2 separate regions of the Ovis aries genome follow, and region 1 is linked to region 2. The links are chromatin contacts, called in public Hi-C maps. All regions are on one chromosome and are shown on one strand. Each heading gives the region's core, a stretch centred on a gene start, on an enhancer-like site or on the middle of the called end of the contact. The rest is flanking DNA. Distances are from core to core; before and after follow the strand shown.

Region 1 (7,824 bases), core at 2,687-5,186, 94 kb before region 2:
AAATCTATAATCACCACCACAGAGCTGACTCGTGGCAATGCCATTTTCAGTCCATCTGCCTTCCATCACTGAATCGCCGACCCTACAGTTAGCATGCACAGCTCCCCTCTTCACTCTTTCCCACCACAATCGCCCCGTTGCTCACAGGTACCTTTGATCATCTGCTCCAGATGCTCCCAGAGAATATCGCCCACAAAGTCGGGCGCCAGCTCCAAAAAGCGCTCTTTGCCGAGGTTACACAGCACCTGCCCTGTCATGCCAAACCTCTGCAGGTTTACATCCACCAGACTGAACTCGTTGGTGGCCCAGAGAAGCCACTGGCACACCTGCTGCTCAGTCCACAGCCATGGACCTAGCAGGGAGGGGAGAAAAGGCGGTGAGGCCAGACGCACTCCTGATTTACCTGCAGAGCCCTGATGGGCACCAGGGCTCAGGGTGATGAGCCAGCAGATACCCAGGAAGAGGCTGAGGTGCTAACAGCAGTGCTGGAAGAAGTGTTCAGAGGGGTGGGTTTTGAAATAAAAACTGGCTCAGCTTCATGAGATTTCTGTCTCTCTTTGCAAGACACCCTAGGTGCATGCTTGAAATGACGCCATCTCAAGCTATGGCGGCCCGACTCCCTCCCTGGTCTAGCACGGCGCAGGGCAGAATGCAGCGCCAAGAAGCAGCACTTACTCTTTGGGATCCCCAGCCGGCGTTGCTCCTTTTTGAAGCCACTGAAGGTGGCTTTTAAGGCTTGACTCATCACAGCCTTGCTGCATGGGGTCAGCAGAGGCAACTCGCAGTTGGCTGAGTCTGGAAAACAAACCCCACGGGGACGTTAAAGAGTTCCAGCTGGCCACAACACAGGGCGAACGGATAGGGGAGGAGGGAGGGAGTCTTAGCTCCTATGGAAGAACAATGAGAATCCTCAGTCTTCAGCATCATTCCCCAGAGGAGCGTAAATATTAATATGAATCAAAACGGTTTCTGAACGAAACTGAGAAAATATAATTTAATAAAACACGTATTACTTTAATCATTCTGTAACTATACTTCTTACGATTTAATAACTACCCTTATTTGGAAAAAAAATGTAAAGCAACACTCCAGAGTTGAATTTTTGCCAAACTTCAGAAAGCAGCGATCAATGCCTAGGTAAGGTTTCTCTTGCAGGCCAGCCAGTCTTACATTTTTGACAACGGAGGAAGTTGCGTGGTTTCTCACCAAAAGCCTTAAGGGGTTGTAAATGGCTAATCTGAAAGCGACTTCCATCCATTAAACTAAGCTGCAGGCAAAGGGACAGCAGATGTCACAGGAACACATAGTACTTAGCACCTGTGACGTCAGTTTTTGGGAAAACAACGTTCTCTGCATTCCCTCAGCAATTTCAAGAATGATGAATGGCTGTCACGTGACAGCACACTTACGCAAGCATATGCGTTTTAATTAATTTTCTGGGCTGTATTTTTTAGCACTGACTTCATGTGACAAAGTCACCTCTGGAATGTCTCCCCCTAATAACTTTATCATAGTAATCACAGAGGCATCACCTGATGGGCTATTCCTTTCAAAAGAATGAACACTGATGTGAAGAGCTATAGGCACAAAGGCAGATGATTAAAGATGAGCAGGAATACTTTGCTGCCCCAAAACCGGCGGTAATGGGGGGAAAATCTAAGCTAAGGATGTGAACCTAGGATGAAAAGGTGGGGTGCACTGTGAGGTCCACTGGTCTGCGTCACAGAGGGGACTGGGAGATGGGGCCTGGGCTGGCTGCAGAGTTGGAGCAGCCTAAGGAGCCGCTCAGGGCCCCTTGCGGTTTGCCCCCCGCAGGGCACCTCCTCTCCCTGGGGTGCGTCTGGCGGGTAAGGACTTCACAGTCACCAGCCGCATAAAAAGAACTGTTTTCTCCCAGATCCCAGCCTCTGTCTGACTTTTCATACAGATTCAAGGCATCAACGTGCATCCCTTACGAACGGTCATCTGTGAACTGAGATCCTTAGGGACATCACACTCAATTCATCAGGTCTGAGTAACCAATTACCGTGAGAAATCGAATCCAAGCCAGTTGGCACTTCCTGGAGTGTTTGCTCTTCATTTAGGGAGGGGAAAACCGCAAGCAGGGACCCATCAAAGGTGTCAAAGGCGGCCTGGCGCTGCAAAAGGCAAGAGGGAAAGAAAACGCAAACGTTGGCATTTACACTTAGTTAATGACCTGTTTTAAAAGTGGTCCATGGGCAGCCTCACCAAGACACCCTAAAACTCAATTTGCCAGTTATAAAGCCACGCATGGAATCGACCAGTTGGTACTCTGAGCAGACTTCTAAGAAGATCCAAGTGACCCAAAGGATCTCTTTACTCTGGGTCACTTACAGGCACACCTTGGAGACGCTGCAGGCTTGGTTCCAGACCACCAAAATACAGTAACTATCACAGTAAAGCGAGTCACAGAAATTTCTTGGCTTCCCAATACATACAAAAGTTACTCTTACACCATTAAGTATGCAACAACAGCATGCTGTCTAAAAACTGTGCACATACCTTAATTAAAAAATTAAGTGTGCACATACCTTAATTAAAAAATACTTTATTGCTAAAAAATGCTAACCATCATCTGAGCCTTACTTTGTAATCTTTTTGGTAGCAGAGGGTTTAAAATATGTCGAGGATTACCAAAATGTGACAGAGACACGAAGTGATCAAATGCTGTTGGAAAAATGGTGCCAATCAATGCTAGACTGCAGCGTTAGCACAAGCCTTCAATTTGTAAAAAAAAAAAAAAAAAAAAAAACCACACCACCTCAGTATAGCAAAGTGCAGTCTATCAAGGTCTGCCTGTCATCAACCACAGAATCAGAATGACTGGGAATTTACTTTTAATGGCCTAATCAAGTTAAATGTATAGGTTAAGCAAACAAACCTAAAACCAAGAGAATCTTAGAACAGTGCCTGGAGGGACTCAGAAACCACCTCAATCGAAACACCTGGCCCTTCTCAGCTAAATGGGTGAGACAGGCAGGCCGTGTGCATAAGGAAAGCAACAATGTAACATTATCCCCTAATTAAAAAGAAAAAAATCCTATGAGAAATCATAATGGAAAATAATATTTTTAAAATGTACATCTATGTACATACGTTTAAATATATATATGTATAACCCAATCACTTTGCTGTATGACAGGAATTAACAACGTAAATCAACTATGTGTGTGTACAGGTAATTGTGTCTGACTTTTTGCAACCCTATGGACTGTAGCCCTCCAGGCACCTCTGTCCATGGAATTTTCCAAGCAAGAACACTGGAGTGGGTTGCCATTTCCCCCTCCAAAGGATCTTCCAGAACCAGGGATCAAACCTGTGTCTCCTGCCTCTCATGCCTTAGCAGGCAGATTCTTTACCACCGCACCCCCTAGGAAGCCCTACTATATTTATACTTCAATATATAAGGAAAATAAATAAGGGGGGGAGGGAAGAAACAAAAAAAAAGATCCTTGGCAAAACAGCTTCAGCTCACTGCAATTAAGATGAAAGGCAGGGAAAGGAAAAAATCAAATGACAAAAATCAAACAAAATACTTATGAGAACATTCCTTAAGATTTAATTTTGTAAAAATGTAGTGTATTGAAAAGGTCACTCCGTCACTGCCTCCCATCATCTATGAAGGGGAAAGATTTCCAAAGAAAACAGATTTAAAGTTAAACTACCTACAATTTAGGGGAAGAGACACACACAGAAAGATAAGCTTGGAGCTGTGAGAATTTCAAATACAAATGGAAGAGCCTGTACTGTAAGACTCATTTGTAAGTAACAGACAAAGGCCTGATTCATCATTGCCTCACTTGTGGAAGAAAAACGTGAAGAACGGCTATATTTTTCCAACATAAGCTGGAAATCCCATGTCATGTGTAATACAGTGACCCATTCATTTGAGTCATCAATTAAAAAGTGTGTAACACATTCACAGATCCAGTGGTTGGTGTGCTTTCTGTTTAGAAATGCAGAACAGTGAATGATGCATGGCGTAAGAGGGTAGACAGAAGTTGGAGCTGTGCCCAATGATGTTGGCGCCCAGCCCCCCAGAAAACCCAAAGCAGGGATACCAACTGCCCAAGACGCACAGGGTGGAGGGGGGGAGGGGGGACGGGGAGAGGCCAGTCATGCATGTGTGAAATGCTCATCTCAACTTATAAAATGGCTTATAGCAATGCTAATTTGGGTGACATACCAGATAGATTTTTAAAATTCCTAGCGTGGAAGCCTGGCATGCTGCAGTCCAAGGGGTTGCAAAGAGTCGTACAGGACTAAGCAACCGAACAACAAAGCGCGGCCCAGGTGACTGAGAAATGCCTTTCCTTTCCTGACTGTGCTTCTATTCTGTTTTTAAAACCAAGAAGCCAAAAGACAAGATAAATTCCCACTGCGTATTTCAACACATCAGTTTCAGCAAAAACGATTTCTTCTCCAAGCCCAGAAATCACACAGGCCTAAGCTCTTTGAGTTTGTAGGAGAAATTTTCTCTCTAGAGGTGTCGTTTCAAACTTAATATTACTGTAATTTCTTGTATGGTTTCTGCTAGGCCACAGTGAAAACGTCTGACCAGACTGAACAACAACAAAAACCTCACTGGCTTGAAATCTGATCAGTTTCATGATCCTCTGGAAGGACCTGTGTCAGTTTTTGCCTCCTGGGGTTTGATCAGACAAACCGCCTCATAACGATAGAGAAAAGCAGAACGTGCTAGAGACACAATATTATACAAAACACTACCGATCTAAAACCACTGCCTCTGAGACATGTTTACCACAGAACAGTAAAAAAAAAAAATCAAATCTCGCTGTCACACTTGGAGAAGGCAAATGGGAAATTATCAACTTGTGTTGCTAAAGAATGCTCCCAAAAGGGAGCGAGATAGAAGCTACATGAAATGTTTATTACAAGGGAGGAGGCTGTTTAATCTGTTTTTCTTTGTTTTTAAACAGCCGCAGTTGTCCCAGGAAGGACAGACTGCCTGAACCCCATGGGCACTGACCCCTCTGATCAGAGTAGGACCAGCAGCCAATAATTGGGCCTGCCTGCCTCCTCTAAGCTCTTTCAGCTCTTTGCCATCACTTGAGGAAACTTCCTGGGTGGATAGAACAGATAGCTCCTGGAGTTCTGTTCTCTTGAGAATTTATAGAACGTTCCACCTGGTAGGAGCCTCAGAAATCAACTACCAAGGCCGCACCATCTGCAAATTGAATGGTTTCCTTCATATCTTGGAGGATAAGTCAAACAAACACCAGGAAAACCATTTAACAGATGAAAACGCTGAGACCCAGAGATTAAGCAAACAGTCCAGAGTCACACAACCAGTCTCACAGCTAGAACCAGTCTCCTGGGAGCCAGTTGTTTTTTCACTTCAAGAAACTGAGCTTTCCAATTTTTGTTAAGTTTTTATTAAGACTCGTTCACTCACCTTGAGTGTCCCTCTGTAACTGCTGGCCACAGGGGCCACCTGGTCCATGTTCTTGATTCCAAAATCATTCATCTTTAACAAAGAAGAAAGAAAAATTAAGAGCTGAAAGAGGCAACAAACCAAGGTGATTGTTAAACCCGCATCCACACCTCAGTTCAAGTGCTCCAGCCCTAACAGGTCATTCAGAACTGAATGCCAGGAATTCTTCTCACAAAGGTGATGCTACTCAAGGAATTAAATAATAATGCCACCTGCAGAATTCCCTTAGGATCTGAGGCGCTCAGATAAAGCTGCCTTCGGGCTGACTGGGATAGCACGGGACAGGAGTGGAGATCTGTCTTTCATCGTCAATTTCAAGGTCAGCTCAGGGTGTAGGAGCTGTTGGGGGCTGTGGGCGGGTGGGCTGCCCAGCCGTGGACCACCTCCTGCATGCAAGGGGCAGTCAGCTCAATCTGGGAGCTCCAGAGCCAGCCGCCACCGCCACTCCTGGGCAGATCCAAATCCTGGAAAGCCCACTGGAAGACCTGCCTAGGAGGCGCCCTTTCCTCTCCAAGCTCAGGAAGCATAGAATAAGGAAGAACCACGGCTTGAGATCAAACCCTCCTGCATTATCTTAGATTCTCCAGCGTTGAGCACACAAGCTCAAAATCCTGCGTTTTCGGGCTGCTCAGCTGTTTGTTTCTTTAAGAGGAAGTAACTCCGACTGCAGACCTGCCTGACTTGCTCGGATGCCCTGGGCTTTTACCTTGGATCTGCGCTGACCCATGTGGTAACCACGTGTGACTCCTGAGCACTTGGCCCTGGACGAGGGCGGACTCAGATGTGCTTGCCCTCGATTTCAAAGATTTCGCAGCGAAAAGTCAACTATCTCAGTTTTGACTCTTTATTTACTGTGTGTTTATGTAATATTCTGAATGTGTTAGGCTAACTGAAATTAATTTCATCTACTTCACTGTATTTAACTGCGGCCCTTAGAAAACTTAAGAGCTACATGTATGACCTGCAATTGAACAGTTCCCTAAGTGACCTGTGATTTGCTGTAATCAACTGAAAACTTATCTGGGGCCCTAAAACGTTACTGTTTGCCAGGGTAAGTTAAATATTAGTACATGAGAAAAGTACTTAGGTAATCCTGCCAGAGCATTAGATGAAAAAAAAAAAAAACAGAGCAACTGAAGCTGATTTTCGAGTACCCTGGGAAAGCCCCCACGACAGCAACCCACCCTCCTGGCTTCAGGACCAGGAACTGGAGATCTAGAATAGGGAACTTCAGGGGTATCTCTCACTGCCCACTCTGAGGTCTCCACTAGGTGCTGCTACCTGTTTCAACCAAAACTTTGAGTAATTAAAATATTGTGCAATGGCTAAGGCTGACTAGCAGAGGCAAACAGCATATTTTCCTGTAACTACTTAATTCGAGTTTGTCCTTTCTTATTTTCCCTTTTTGGTCAACATTATGGCTAAACCAGACCTCCTAAGGACTCAGCATACAGACACAGACACACCTCCTTGGCTAGAAAGGCAGTGTGGGAGGAGAGTCCCTGCCACAGGGGAGGCCAGAGGCACTGGGTGTATGTGGGTGGGGGTGGTGTGCACGCTCAGTCGTGTCAGACTCCATGACCCCATGCACTGGAGCCCGCCAGGCTCCTCTGTCCATGGAATTTTCCAGGCAAGAATCCTGGAGTGGGTTGCCATTTCCTCCTCCAGGGGATCTTCCTGACCCAGGGATGGAACCTGTGTCTCCTGCACTGGCAGGCAGATGCTTTACCACCGAGCCACCTGGGGGCTGGGGGGAGTTGTTAAAAACCTCTGAGGGCAGGTCATCATCAGGGTGGCCAATCAAATATCAATATACACTATGGATGATCACTGCCCTAGTAGGTTCCTCCTTTCAAAGACCTAAGCCTGAGCTGAGGGACCACACCTTGCCACCTTACTCAACAGTCTGACATCCCTGAGAGGTAGATGTTATGCCATCTGACTGAGAGGCTACAGAGACCCCCCTGTCCCAGGACTTTGCCCAGGATCTCAGGGCTACTACTGGGGGCGGGGGGACCCTCAGGAGCACGGAGCAGACCAAATCCCATTGGGGGTATGGTGCGACCTGAGCTCCGCCTTGAGCCAGGATCCCCTGAATGGTGAGGCCTGGACCCTCCTCCCAGCAGTAAACAGCAGAGATCACACACAGATACCACAAGACTAGACTCCTGCTCGAAGACTTTGCACAGATGCAAAATGCTCCTTAATGGAGAGCTTTATGCCACCAATCTGCATGAAAGCAGCCCTGTCACCTGTTGATGACATCAGCAAGCCTCAAAACAGGAGATCAAAATGAAAGGATATCTGGGGTGTCGTCAGTTACCCATCTCCTTCTCCAGATGGGCAGA
Region 2 (7,549 bases), core at 2,138-4,637:
AAGTTGCAGAAAAATATTCTAAGATATCTCCAATTCAAATATGCTTCTAAAAACACATTTCTTTTTAAATAATACAGTAGTTATGTCCTTTTCTAGAGGATAAATTTGAATTTGTATTTCTAGAAGGTACTTTCAACAAAGATACTGGAAAGACATAACATTTTAGAAAAATCAAAACAACTCACACAAGTTTAGTATGTTTCAGATACTACTATATTTTGGGCTGTATAAAGACCAAATCCATAATCTGTATGAAGAATGTTTTGTAAACACTGTATTTTGTTAAGATTTACTTTCTGATAAAATGAAATGCTTTAAAAATGATCTTTTCCCCCTGATTTTCAAGTGATCAATTCTGAAGAAGACAGGTAACTTGATTGCTTAGAGCACTGTGGAGTCATAAGCCTGCTTTAGAATTCTGGCATCCCCTTTTAGTAGGGAGGAGTGTAGCCACAAGCAGTTTTATTTATTCTGAGTCTCCCTTGCTTTTTTCCCATCTGTAAAGGGGGACCAATAGTCCATCTAAGTAAAAATTTTTTGAGAGTAAATGGCTTAATATACATTGAACACTTAGAGATGTACTTTGCACAAAGTAAGTGCTCATTTAACTTTGTGAAATTTTGGCAAATCTGAAAGAAACCCAGCGGAAAAAATAAAGCCACTCATTTTCCACCACTCACAGAACCAACTAAATAGCATTTGACTATTATCCATCTTATAACCTGTTTGAAAGTATACAATTCATGAAAATTCTCATGCCTTTTGTTTCACTTAACATGTAGTATTTAAATTATTTGTAAGCATTTTGTGTCCCTTCCATAATTTTCTTAATTATTTCCTTATTGTTGAATACTTAGGTTGTTTCCCCTAATATCAAAACACATTTAAAAAAATCTTGAACTTAGTTTTATCCTTATTATATAGAGCTATCTCTAAACTACAGAGTTGTTTAACACTCTCTGCTAATAAAGTAACATGCATTTTTGAAAACCTTTACAAAACATGATGTATTAGACAGAGGATTATTGAGACACGGTGGAAATGAAGCCTTTTATCTCTGTGTTGGGAAATAACGTGTTTCCTATGAGAAATAGTAGTAGAGTAAAATTCATTGAGAACCTTGTATGTTCTTAGCCCAGAACCTATCTCAAATGCTTTACATGTATTAACTCGAACCTTGTAGCCAGCCACCTTAAGAATGGTGGTTATTTCCATTTAGCAGATGAAAACACTGAGGCACTGTAAGTTTAAATCACTTGCCTATGCTGCTGCTGCTGCTAAGTCACTTCAGTCGTGTACGACTCTGTGTGACCTAATAGACGGCAGCCCACCAGGCTCCTCCGTCCATGGGATTTTCCAGGCAAGAGTACTGGAGTGGAGTGCCATTGCCTTCTCCGCACTTGCCTGTGGGCACCACTCTAATAATTGGCAGACATGATTCAAACCCAGGAAATCTACGCCCAGAAATTGCATTCCCAGCCATTTAATTTTTTATGTAGGGGTTTTATTCTGGATATTTAATCAAGAACTCTGTACTGCTGTTTCCCTTCCATTATTCTTTACCAGGAAGAAAAAATAGGTCAAGGACATTTTGGTAAACTGATATTTTTTCTGAATATAGGGGCCAAAGCTTAGACAAGCTTTCACATAATGAATTATTTAGGCATTTGGTTTTCTGAGCTCTAATTTAGTACTGGATCAAAATATCAGTGGTTATTTTTATTTTAAATTGGGTTATGGTATAACTTTGAGAAAATGACTACATTGTTTTCAAATAAGCATTTCTCTTTTTTTACTGACCGTGACCTTGTATTTCACATAAGTGTACATCTCCTGTAAGGAATGCTTGCAGGTGGAAAAAACAGGAGTGTCTTTTCTGTACAGTCCTTATCCAATCAGTTACCCGAAAAACATTTGAACAACACATTTTCCATTTTTCTGTCTCCTCCAAATTGCGGGGTGAATAGCTCATAACCCAACATCTGCATACACTCTTGGGGGTTACAGGAGAGTTGTTTGGGGAGAGAAACCACACGCACAGATACATTCAAAGGGTGTTTCCTGGGGGAAAGGAGTCTGGTTTTCATTCTTAGCTTTTCATGTAGGACTTGACTCCTCCCAGAACAGACAGCCCTTGTGGGTTTGAAAATGAAACAGAAAACTAGGAAATGACACTGCAGAGGATCTTGTTCTCTTCTTTTACTGCAAAGTCTCTCTTGAACTTGAGTGTTTCTGGGTGAGGTGCATGATATTCTACTCAATTTGTTTCATGATTCAGCCTCATAAAACATGGTTCTTGCCCTGGAGGATGCTGGCTTTTTCCCATTCTTTTCATTATTCTTCCAACTGCACCATTTGAGCCACAGGGCTCTCTCTTTGTCCTTCCCTAAATTTTCAAGGAATGGAATGAAGTTCTTAGAACTATGACTCCAATTACAGATTATTTAGAATTTACAAAGGAATCCAAATGAACATCTCTAGATAGTTTATTTTATTCTTTAAAAGGGCATATGTTTTGTTTACTGAAAAGACTAGAAAATGCTGGGACATTTCATTTTGGAAGTCTCTTGGAAAAAATGTGCAGACTTAAGCTAAATGTACAGTCCTAGCTTTTAAGAGCACTTCCTTCCCCAAATTGAACTTTTTTGCCTATGTGCTCCAATTTTTTTTTTTTTTAGGTTTGTTTAAACAGAGACAAGAATCACCCATATTTAAACAGCGATCTGAAGAACAGATCTTGTTACCGTACTTACAAAAGGCAGTCATAATTTTGCAAGGTAACAAGACACGGCGGGGGGGTGGGGGGGGGGGGGAGGGGTTTGAGGAACAATCACTTTGAATTCATTTGCGTGTGAAAGGAGAACAAACTAACTTGACAAGTCCTCCTAGGACCTCTGAAAAGCGGAAATGAGGGTTAATGCTGAAATGCTGAATCCCAGTAAGACTCTCTAAGATTTGGTTTCGGATCCTCACTTTTATCTGCACAGCCTGGCTTAGGATGCATACCGGGCCGAAGCTGCTGGGTGCTCCCAGAGACCATACCAAGTGCCCTCTTCCTCTCACCGGAGGGCCTGGGGCTCCCGCCGCCGAGCGGCAGTGGTTTTCACACAATTGGTTTCTGTTCGCACAGCTACACCAGGTGCTGCGCGGGGTCCAGGCTATTCCGGCGCCTCCTCTTACCCAGTGGCCAGATCTCCCTTTGGGCTCCCCAACTCCTTTTAGGTCTTTTTCTTCGGCTTTATGCACAGCCATGTCTTCTGGGCACGCTTTCCAGACGCTTATCCCATTCACCCCGAAGCGATGTTTCCGACCGTCTCAAGTCCACTCTCTGACGGTCATGTTTGGAAAGCGCTTCCAGGCTCAGCGCTTCCAGGCCAATTGAGAAGCAGCGTTTGCCTCGAGCGTCACCACCTGGTGGAAATGGGAATGACCGCCGCTTGCTGCTGAGGTTCAAAATGGAAAATGACTGCGGTGGCATTTCTAGTTTCTGTATTCTAAATATGGGGAAAAACCAAGATCATGGCACCTGGTCCCATCACTTCATGGCAAGTAGAAGGGGAAAATGTAGAAGCAGTTACAGATTCACTGCTGACAATGATTACAGCCACGAAATTAAGACACTTGCTCCTTGGGAGGAAAGCTATGACGAACGCAGACGGCGTATTAAAAAGCAGAGCCATCACTTTGCCTACAAAGGTTCGCGTAGTCAAAGCTATGGCTTTTCCAGGGGTCATGTATGGATATGAGAATTGCATCATAAAGAAGGCTGAGCACCAAAGAATTTGCTTTCAAACTGTGGTGCTAGAGAAGACTCTTGAGAGTCCCTTGGACTGCAAGAGTGCATCAGTTCATCCTAAAGGAAATCAACCCTGAATATTCATCGGAACGACTGATGCTGAAGCTGAAGCTCCAATCCTTTGGCCACTTGATGTGAAGAGCCAACTTTTTGGAAAAATGCTCTGATGCTGGGAAAGATTGAGGGCAGGAGGAGAAGGGGACGACAGAGGATGAGACGGCTGGATGGCATCATTGATCCAATGGACATGAATTTGAGCAAGCTTCAGGAGATAATGAAGGATAGGGAAGCCTGACATGCTGCAGTCCATGGGGTCACAAAAAGTTAGACACGACTGAGTAACTGAACAACAACAAATTTATAAGATATTAAGAGTGCAAGTTAAGAAATGATTTACTGGAGAATTCTCTGGCGGTTCAGTGGTTAAAAGTACAGCCCTCCATTGCAGAGGGCACAGGGCTGATTGCTAATATCTAAGATCCTGAATGCTGCATGGCATGGCCAAAAAAAGAAAGGAATGTTTTACTGATAGAAGCTTCTGACCAAAATGCATTTAAATACCTAAAAAGATGCATTAAACTTAGGGGTGTTCTCAACATTATCCTAATTGGCATTGCCAGGTAACATAATAGATATCCAGGCAGTTGGAGTGGGGACAGGCCTGCAGGAAGCTAGCTGGGCTCTCTCTCTGAGTGGGGGACTAGGACTGGATTAGACTCGGGGGGAGTTCTAAACCTGCCTCTGACAGCATCATTATGAAACCTGGGTAAATCATTTCACATCCGGGAGCTTTCTCCTTTGCTTAACAAATGTGTAAAGGGAATCAGCTAAGTGCTGGATACCAGATGGGGTAGTGTGTTGAGATAATAGGTGACAGGAGGTTGAGCTTATCTTGAGTTCACAGTCAAGGCTGACTTTTGAAAAATTACATGAAATTTCAAAATAAAAGTATAAGCAAATGTAAAAGGAAAATATCTAAAACACCTAAAAGAAGATGAGTTATAGAGGCCTCTTAAGCTCTTAAAGGCCCTGCATCTGCTTGTAGTTTAGCGCCCTTTAAGCAGATGATCCCTACCAACTGAGAAAAGTTAGAGTGGAGAAAGCACTAATTTGAAAAGGCCCGCACCTGAATATTCATAGCAGCACTATTTTTAGCAGCCAAGATGTGGAAGCAGCCTGAGTGCCCACTGACAGATGAATGGATAAAGATATGGTGTGTATACACACAGACACAGACACACACACACACACAGACACACACACACAGACAGACACACACACAGACACATAGACACACACAGACACACACACACAGACACACGCACACACAGACACACACAGACACACATACACAGACACACACAGACACACACAGACACACACACACAGACACACACAGACACACAGACACACATACAGACACACACAGACACACAGACACACACACAGACACACACATACAGACACAGACACACACACAGACACACACACAGACACACACACACACAGACACACACACACAGACACACAGACACACACAGACACATACACAGACACACACAGACACACACACAGACACACACAGACACACACAGACACACACACAGACACACACACAGACACACACAGACACACACAGACACACACAGACACAGACACACAGACACACACACACAGACACACACACAGACACACACACAGACACACAGACACAGACACAGACACACACAGACACACACACACAGACACACACACAGACACAGACAGACAGACACACACACAGACACAGACACACACAGACACACACACACAGACACACACACACAGACACACACAGACACACACACACACAGACACACACAGACACACACAGACACACACACAGACACACACAGACACACACAGACACACACACAGACACACACACACACAGACACACACAGACACACACACAGAGACACACACAGAGACACACACAGACACACACACACAGACACACACACAGAGACACACACACAGAGACACACACAGACACACACACAGACACACACAGACACACAGACACACACACAGACACACACAGACACACACACAGACACAGACACACACACAGACACACACAGACACACACACACAGACACACACACACAGACACACACAGACACACACACAGACACACACAGACACACACACACAGACACACACACACAGACACACACACACAGACACACAGACACACAGACATACACACAGACACACACACAGACACACACAGACACACACACAGACACACACAGACGCACACACACAGACACACACACACAGACATACACACACACACACACACTGGAATACTACTCAGCCATAAAAAAGAATGCATGTGCTTAGTCACTTCAGCCAGGTCTGGCTCTTTGCGACCCTATGGACTGTGGTCCATCAGGCTCCTCTGTCCATGGGATTCCCCAGGCAAGACTATTGAAGTGGGCTGCTGTGCCCTCCTGCATAGGATCTTCCCAACCCAGGAATCAAATCTGTGTGTCTTATGTCTCCCAGGAATCAAATCTGTGTCTCTTATGTCTCCTGCGTTGGCAGGCATGTTCTTTACCACTGGTGTCACCTGCTGCTGCTGCTGCTAAGATGCTTCAGTCATGTCCGACCCTGTGTGACCCCATAGACGGCAGCCCACCAGGCTCCCCCATCCCTGGGATTCTCCAGGCAAGAACACTGGAGTGGAGAGCCCTAAAAAAAAGGATGACATGATGCTAGTTTCAGCACCATGGATGGACCTACAGATTGTCATACTAAGTGAAGTAAGTCAGACAGAGAAGGACAAATTCCACATGAAACCACTTTCACGTGGAATCTAAAATGTGACGCAATGAACAGACACAGACTCTCAGACATAGAAAGCAAACTTATGGTTACCAAAGGAGAAAGAGGGTGGAGAGAGAGAGAGAGTAAGAGTCAGGGATAATGGAAGTGTTAGTTGCTCACTCTTTGAGGCCCCATGGACTGTAGCCTACCACGCTCCCCTGTCCATGGGACTTCCTGGCAAGAGTACTGGAGTGGGTAGCCATTCCCTTCTCCAGGAGTCTTCCCAACCCAGGGATTGAGCCTGGGCTTCCTGCATTGCAGAGAGATTTTTCACTCTCTGAGCCGTCAGGGAAGCCCAAGACACACCCTACTATGTTGTTTGTCGTTCCGTCGCTAAGTCATGTCCAGCTCTTTGCAATCCCACGGGCTTCAGTGTGCCGGACTTCCCTGTCCTTCACCGTCCCCTGGAGTCTGCTCAAACTCATGTCCATTGAGTTGGGGACGATATCCCACCATCTCATTCTCTGTCGCCCCCTTCTCTTCCTGCCTTCAGTCTTTCTCAGCATCAGGGTAATTTCACGACTGCCGTCACCAACACTACTATATATAAAGCAAGCAAACAACAAGGGCCTGCTTATGCTACAGAGAACCACACTCCTCCTTATCTGGCAACAATCTGGAAAAGAATGTGAAAAAAATAATATACATACATATGATATAAATATATATAAAACTGAATTACTTTGCTATACGCTTGAAACTAACACAACATCATAAATTAACTCTGCTTCAATAAAAATAAAACGGCAACACACACAGAAAAGCGAGAACCTTGTATATTAGATCTGCATTATATCTGTCTTTGAATATATCTGTTTTTCCCAAAGTGGCTGGAGAAAACAAAATTAAAGATCCAAGGGCTGAATTGCCATTTTTCAA

The links. Hi-C and Micro-C count contacts between places; a contact is called where the count stands out from the background.
Region 1: a contact with region 2 is called in a Hi-C map of hypothalamus, with 5 times the contacts expected there. The contact joins two enhancer-like sites. A contact is called at or near these places in 4 of 16 Hi-C or Micro-C datasets (hypothalamus, liver, skin fibroblasts and 1 more).

The regions. Positions count from the first base shown.
Region 1 is chr1:271,787,328-271,795,151 of ARS-UI_Ramb_v3.0, reverse strand. It overlaps ETS2 (ETS proto-oncogene 2, transcription factor), which reads right to left. Exons shown (of 9, transcript XM_027961791.2): 2 at 5,438-5,509; 3 at 2,027-2,138; 4 at 676-795; 5 at 152-352. The coding sequence starts at 5,509. It also overlaps the pseudogene LOC114110640. Among named protein-coding and RNA genes, the nearest start is that of ETS2, 6.2 kb to the right of the region's middle. Within about 2 kb of position 3,936, at least 8 of the 54 cell types and tissues checked have an H3K27ac peak or open chromatin away from gene starts, as enhancers often do.
Region 2 is chr1:271,692,784-271,700,332 of ARS-UI_Ramb_v3.0, reverse strand. No RefSeq gene overlaps it. Among named protein-coding and RNA genes, the nearest start is that of ERG, 85 kb to the right of the region's middle. Within about 2 kb of position 3,387, at least 20 of the 54 cell types and tissues checked have an H3K27ac peak or open chromatin away from gene starts, as enhancers often do.